2 separate regions of the Hordeum vulgare genome follow, and region 1 is linked to region 2. A link is a contact called in public Hi-C data. All regions are on one chromosome and are shown on one strand. Each heading gives the region's core, a stretch centred on a gene start, on an enhancer-like site or on the middle of the called end of the contact. The rest is flanking DNA. Distances are from core to core; before and after follow the strand shown.

Region 1 (3,369 bases), core at 588-3,087, 220 kb after region 2:
CCTTGGTGGAGGAGGAGTCCTCCCTAGGGTGTCCACCTCCCTTGTGGGAGGAGGACTCCTTCCTAGTTTGGTCGAACCCTCTCTCCTTGGAGGAGGGGCCAAGGCTAGCCCTACCTCAGCCTAGTCATTCGGGTATTTTGGTTATTTCGGTTCGAGTAGTTCGGTTTATGGGTAATTCGGGTATTCGAAAATGGGAACCAAAATTGTTTCTGTCAAAAAAATACCCGAACCCAAATTACCCAAAATTTCGGTTGGGGTAATTCGGGTACCCAAAATACCCAAAATATTCGGAGCATACATCAACTTTTGATATGAATAACTCGGAAAGTATGGGTATTTTTGGTAATATGGGTATTTATGTTAGTATGGGTAACAAGTTAGTGTAATAATAACATGAAAATTTTGGACAGTATGAATAATTTGGGTAGTATGGGTATTTCGGGTTTTTCAGACTAGAACCCGAACCCTAACCCGAAAACCGAATAGTCAAAAAATGAGAACCGAACCCTTACCCGATACCCGAATTACCTCACAATACACAATACACTTTCATGAGAGAAGCTGGTTTCCAACATGACTTTGTGTAATAGTAGCGGGTTCGGGTTCGGGTAGTCCTTCCTCCTATAAATAGAGAGGGAGAGGGAGGCAGCCAATACACAATTGTTTGGCGGCGCCCTACCTCTCTCTCTCTCTCGTAGATGTTAGTCTTCATCGATTGATCTTGGTGAGCATAGGAATTTTTTTGTTTCCCATGCGACGTTCCCCAACAATAAGTTCGGTGAAGTATAGACATGACCAGAGCACTTTCCGATCAATGATGAACAGCGGAACCATGGAGATCCATATTGATCCCTATACCCACATGAATGAATATTTGAGAGAACATGTAATTGCCAAATCTTGTTACCCTCAGCAAGAATCATGCATACATGGTAGAAATCGACAAATGGTATTTCAAAGGGTTCATCACAAAGATGAAATGATACGGTAGGGATTTCCTGCCTAGGCTTGAACCAGAAATTTTGCGCATAAGTATTGGTGCGGAGTTGGTATTGATTACACTCATTTGCGAGGAATGAGGTTAGTGGCGTTCTGCACGAGTTGCACAAAGTCATGTTGGAAACCAGCTTCTCTAATGAAAGTGTGACACAACCATCCGCATAGTCACACATCAGCATCCTGAGGAAGATTATACTTAGGTGCTTCTTGAGGTGTTTTCTATAGACCCCGACTCGAAGAACCCTTTGTAAATATCCGCTTAAACATCTCTCGGTTTGGAGAAAAACCACCTCTCGATTATTTATGGACTAAATCATAGTTAAAAAAAATTGTTCGTGCATTTCAAAAAAAGTTCAGAAATTTTCAAAAAATCTTGATTGCAAAGAAGTTCACAAATTTGAAAAATAAAATCATGGATTTGATAAAAGTTCAGGATTTTGGAAAAGAAGTTCACGAATTTGGCAAAAGTCCATGAAATTTGAAAACATATCCACAAATTTGAAAAGAAGTTCTGGATTTTAGAAAATTGTTTGAAATTTTGAAATACTTTATGAATTTAAAACTGTTCACGAATTTGAAAATGTTTTTGAATTTGAAAAAGCTCGTGAATTTTTAAGAAAAAAAAGAAAAACATGATGAAAAATTTAATAGGAAAAGAGGGAAAATAAACTGAAAGAGACTAAAAATAAAAACGAAGAAGAAAACCAAAAGAACCGCAGGCAGAATCATCTGGATTGTTCACAAAACAAAATACGAGCTCTACTGTATGCTTCTCTAAGATGGGCTGATCCACTGTTTCGTTGGGGTGTTCGCTGCGTACAAAATTCGGCGCATCCTTAGACCGTTTCTGGGGAGCTCCTAGGCAGCGCTGCAGTCGCCCGTTAATCATCCGACGCCTGCAGCGTAGTTGGCAAGGACCGGCCCACTAGCACACGAGCTGCCGGGTTTTTTGGTTCTGTTTTTTTGTCTTAATCTACTCCATCTGTTTCTAGATTAGTTCTTCACAACAACAAATACTATAATACAGAGGGAGTAGTAGGAAAAACACCAACCAAATTTTCCATTTTTGACAAAAATAAAAATATAAATTAAAAAAGTTTACAGTTTTAAGTAAAAAATTACATCCACTTGAAAACAACATTCCTTTAAAAACTGTTCATCAATTTAAGAAAAGGTTCATCCAATTTGGAGAAAGTTCATTAAATTTGTACAAAGTTCTTTAAAATTTACAAATTTCATAGAAATTAAAAAACAATTCATTTATGTTGAAACAATTCATGTATTTCAAAACAATTCATTGAACTGAAAAGAAAATTTCGTAAATGTTAAATAATTTCATCAATGTTAAAAAAAATCATCCCATTTCAAAAAGATGTTCATAAATTTTCAAAGAATTCATTAGTATTCAAAGCAGTTCATAGAATTTTAATATTTAATACAAAGATTCATCGTTTCCACAGAAAAGTTCATACATTTTAAATAATGTTCCTCAAAATTTTAAAAAAGTTCAACAATAGTTAAAATAGTCCATAGTATTTTCAGTACAAAAATTCGTCACCCTGCATTTAGATGGGCTCGCCCATGTAAGAACGCTGCAGGCGCCAGTTCAAAAAATAGACGTTAACTGGCGCCTCTGGCACCAAATAGGAAATAGTCGTTTCTGGCGTCTTCTCACAAACCAGGCTGCTGTGGAACGAGTGGCCGCGCAAACCGGGAGGTCCTACCTGCCGCAATCTGTGGCAGGGAGGCGCTAGCACGCACGGGGGGCTCGCCCAAACTTGACTAGCTCAGCTTTTTTTTTTCTTTCAAAAAATCTAATAAGTTTCTTTTTTATGTTTATTTCCTTTTCTTTGGTTTGTTTTTCTTTATTTTTTTCTTTTCTTTTCGTATTTGAAGCAAAAACATGTTTCGAATGTGAAGAACATTTTTCAAAATTCCAGCACATTTTCTGAAATTATGAATAAAGTTTAAAAAATATAATTTTTTAGATTTTGGAACATTTTTTAAAAGCAAGTACATTTTTCGAAATCTAATAACAATTTCTGAACACAAAATTACTTATAATATTTACAAAATTATTTTCTGAAAATATTAGACATTTGTTTGCAAATACCAAACATTTTGGAAAAATGCTGAACATCTTTTGAAGTTTGAAATGTTTTTGAAAAACGGCAACTATGTGAAATTTAGAACATTTTTTAAAAATTTTGAAAAACAAAAACATTTGTTGAATTTGAAGAACATTTTTTTAAAATCCAGTACAGTTTTTGAAAATCCTGAACATTTCTTGAAATTGCGGGACAATTTTTCGAAAATCCAGAACAGTTTTTAAAAATCCAAAACATTTTACGAATTTGAAGAACAACTTTT
Region 2 (3,546 bases), core at 667-3,166:
CTAAAAATGTTTCGAAATTTGTAAAAATGATTACGAATGATCGAATGTATGCAGTTCAACAGTAATGCTTCTGAGTTTTTCAGACTATATACCTGAGTGAATTTTGAAGAATTAATTGTGAGGGTGGATCGAAATATTATAGTATATTTTAAAAAATGTTTCTTGAAATTCAGAATAACTCTTTGAGTTACCAAGTTTTTTGACAACCATGATATTTTAAAAAAAAAATAAACATTGTTTCAACTTGTGAATTGTGAATAAAATTAAAATAAGAATTTTTTTTCTTGCATTTGTGAACAAAATTTCAAAATCATGCGATGAGATATGAAGATAATGTGGTCATCGCCATTGAAGACGGTGGTTTTTTTTTTTCCGTTGCAACGACGGGCCCTTTTGCTAGTATTTCATAATAGGTGTATCTAGAGAACGAACGTTTGGAGACCAAGCTCCACAGAGCTCAAAATTTTGGAAAAAATCATAATTCAAAATTTTTAGTTTAAAGAAAATCTGAAAAAAATATGCAAGTAAAAAAGGATGTTATGTGTATGCAATTTTTTTAGGATAAAATACATTAAAATACGATTTGCAAAAATAATAATTTCATGATCTAAGACGATGAATAATATCATGTGTTAAAAAGCCTCAGATTTGTTTTTTTATACAGACCTCACTTTAATGTATTTGGTTTTTTTAAAAATTTACACATATGTTATTTACGCCCTCACTTATCTCTGTATTTGTTTTCAGAATTTTTGAAAATATGAAAATATAAATTTTGATAAATTTTGAATTTAATTATTAAAAGCCTTTATGAAGCTCGGCCTCCAAAAGCAATTTCGGTATATCTATACCTATGAGTCAAAACATCACTCTCTATAATTTTATACTATAGTTAATACAAAATTGACTTAATTTTAAGACGGAACGAGTAATTCACATCACGCGGCAGTAGATTCGTCCGACGTCGATATGCTCTTTGATTGTTTTCCGACAACATTTCACGACTTATTCGATCACCAAACGGCTATTTGAAGTCGCTCCACGCCGGTGGTCTCGCGGTAGGGTGAGGCAAGCAGACGAGCAAGTCCGCGGTCGAGCACTGGCTTGGCTTGGCTTGCTTGCCTCCTCGGGAAGCCCAACCCAAGTTGCACAGATATCCATCCATCGTCAATCAAATCAATCAATGCCGCAGTCGTGATCCGTCTCCTACTACTACTACTACAATAATCCCCAGGACACGCTCCCTTTTCGGGACGGCCCCCCTTTGTCACGTTGCAACATCTATCTATATTGTTAGGTCTGTTTGGTTCCAAATAAGTCATTAATTTATAAGTTGAAAAGTGTAAAAAGTGACTTATTTTATAAACAGACCCAACTTATAAGTCACCTCAACATATAAGTAATAAGTTGCTTCACCTCAACTTAAAACTTATAAATCATTTACTTTTACGTAGAAAGGTGACTTATGAGTCAGAATAAGTTGCTTCACCTCAACTTAAAACTTATAAATCATTTACTTTTACGTAGAAAGGTGACTTATGAGTCAGATGATAACCAAACAGGCGTGATTTATAAGTCATTGGTTTTAAGTTACCTGATTTATTGAAACCAAACAGGACATTATAGTAAACGAGGAAAAGAAAGAAAAGAGTTTGTGTGTTGGCGATGCATCGTCAGCTACTCCTGGGCTCGCAGCTAGCAGCCAGCACTAGGTAGCTGCTGCGGCCTACTTTGGAATCCGCAGACGCTGAGGGGAGGTGACTCCCCATGAGGTTGCACGCAAGCTGACAAAACGACGAGACGAAGGAAAAGGAGAGAGAGGGCGTGGATGGATGGATGGATGGATGGATGGGTGACAGAGTGACATGGCACATCTCCCGAGGGAGATAAACCGCTGCCTCCCCGCCCCCTCGGCTTGTCCGGGCTCGACTCCACGCGGTACGTCCAGCCTTATCTAGAGACCATACACGGTAGGGTGCTCCGGGGCTACGCCGTAGAAGCGGTGATACCAGAGGAGGGGGGGAGGAAGGTGCAGATGAATTCAGTTTCCTCCTCCCATTTCGGCCTCTTTGCCCCACCCCTAGTCTCCAACGCCCCCGACGCATTTCGTCCGTCTACATTTGTTCAAGTTCGTACGGATAAAAAATTACGACCATAACACGCCGTTGTATTTCTATTTACATTTTTAAGTTACTTTCTTCGGTGTCCGTTTGGACGTATTTTTAATCAAAATTTGAACCTTGCGTCAACACGAACATGATACAAACGAGCCGCACGTTTGCTTGTCCTATTTAATGCCACGCGTGCGTCTAAGTCCACACGATTAACCATTGAAAACGTCCGCGTCTGTCCATTCTAAATGCAAGCGTGTGATGGGGGACGGCCTCATCCACATCCGTCCACATCGTGTTTGCTTTCCCATCCCCTCACATGAAACCTAGCCTTCATCGACGCCATGGACTTCTTCAACAAATGTGGCAAGCATGACCACTAGTCCGCGCGTAGTGGCCAACTTCACGTTGGTGCCACGAGCTCCTCGTAGGCGAGTTGTACATCTCTATGCACCCGGTGCTTTATCACTAGATGTGGTGTCAAAACAGACAGACCTTGGGCGGGGGGGGGGGGGGGGGGGGAGGAGCTATGAGATCCGAGAGATGGTAATAGGAGACAAAAACACGAGGAGGTTATCGAGGTTCACGCCCTCTTGATAGAGGTAAAACCGTACATCCTGCTCTTGTTGTATTGATATTGTAAGATTATAGAGTTGATCTACCTCGAGATCGTGGATTTGTGGGCTAAACTCTAGGGGTTGTGAGGTTGTGTATGGAAATGTATGTCATAATGATCTATCGATTAGCCTGCCCCGACTTATATAAATGCATCGAAGGCCTAGGATAATAAGGGTCCTAGTCGGCTATGTCGGAGGAGATGGGTCCTTGTCTTGATCATCAAGGCTTGTTAAATCTTCCTCGTATATGTCATGGTTTGTCTGAAGTGGCCTATTAGTGAACCGCCATGGGGGTCCTGATAGAGGCAAAGTTGTCCATGCCTTTCGATGAGATGGTGGTTATCGTTTTTGTTGGAGTATACTTTGATGATCCGACTACGAACGTGCGAGGATGCCGCGCCTTAGCAATCGCTAAACCAACTCCGAGAGGTTATTGACCACGCCGGAGCACGATCAACCTGACCACGAGGGTCTGTTTCCTACACGCAAACGAAGAACAAGCAAGAAACTAAGATTGCAATCTGGATATTGCATATATAGGAGGAAATCTTTATCAATAAAGATGGGGTTCTGTGACGCCTTTGTGTGGTCGTGGAACACAAACGAAGAACATGAAGTAGCAGCTATGGCGAACTTGTAATCTAAAGAAAACCCAAGTCTAAATGTGTCCTAAGGGCTGTATATATGAGGAAACAGAGATGGATTTTCGTGACCCTTGAAGGAGGGGTATGAAAACTACCCTAAACTCGATTTCCCCACGCATACAGACTCTAAAAACAGCCTACATGGTAGTATTTCAAAATTACATGGGCGTGGCC

The links. A called contact is a pair of places that touch in the nucleus more often than the background predicts.
Region 1: a Hi-C map of leaf shows a contact between it and region 2, with 8 times the contacts expected there. The contact joins two enhancer-like sites. A contact is called at or near these places in 3 of 6 Hi-C or Micro-C datasets (leaf and seedling).

The regions. Positions count from the first base shown.
Region 1 is chr4H:567,926,899-567,930,267 of MorexV3_pseudomolecules_assembly, forward strand. No RefSeq gene overlaps it. Among protein-coding and RNA genes, the nearest start is that of LOC123450773, 33 kb to the right of the region's middle. Within about 2 kb of position 1,838, at least 3 of the 3 cell types and tissues checked have open chromatin away from gene starts, as enhancers often do. A contact at or near this core is called in leaf and seedling, where this site is marked.
Region 2 is chr4H:567,707,010-567,710,555 of MorexV3_pseudomolecules_assembly, forward strand. No RefSeq gene overlaps it. Among protein-coding and RNA genes, the nearest start is that of LOC123447096, 14 kb to the left of the region's middle. Within about 2 kb of position 1,917, at least 3 of the 3 cell types and tissues checked have open chromatin away from gene starts, as enhancers often do. A contact at or near this core is called in leaf and seedling, where this site is marked.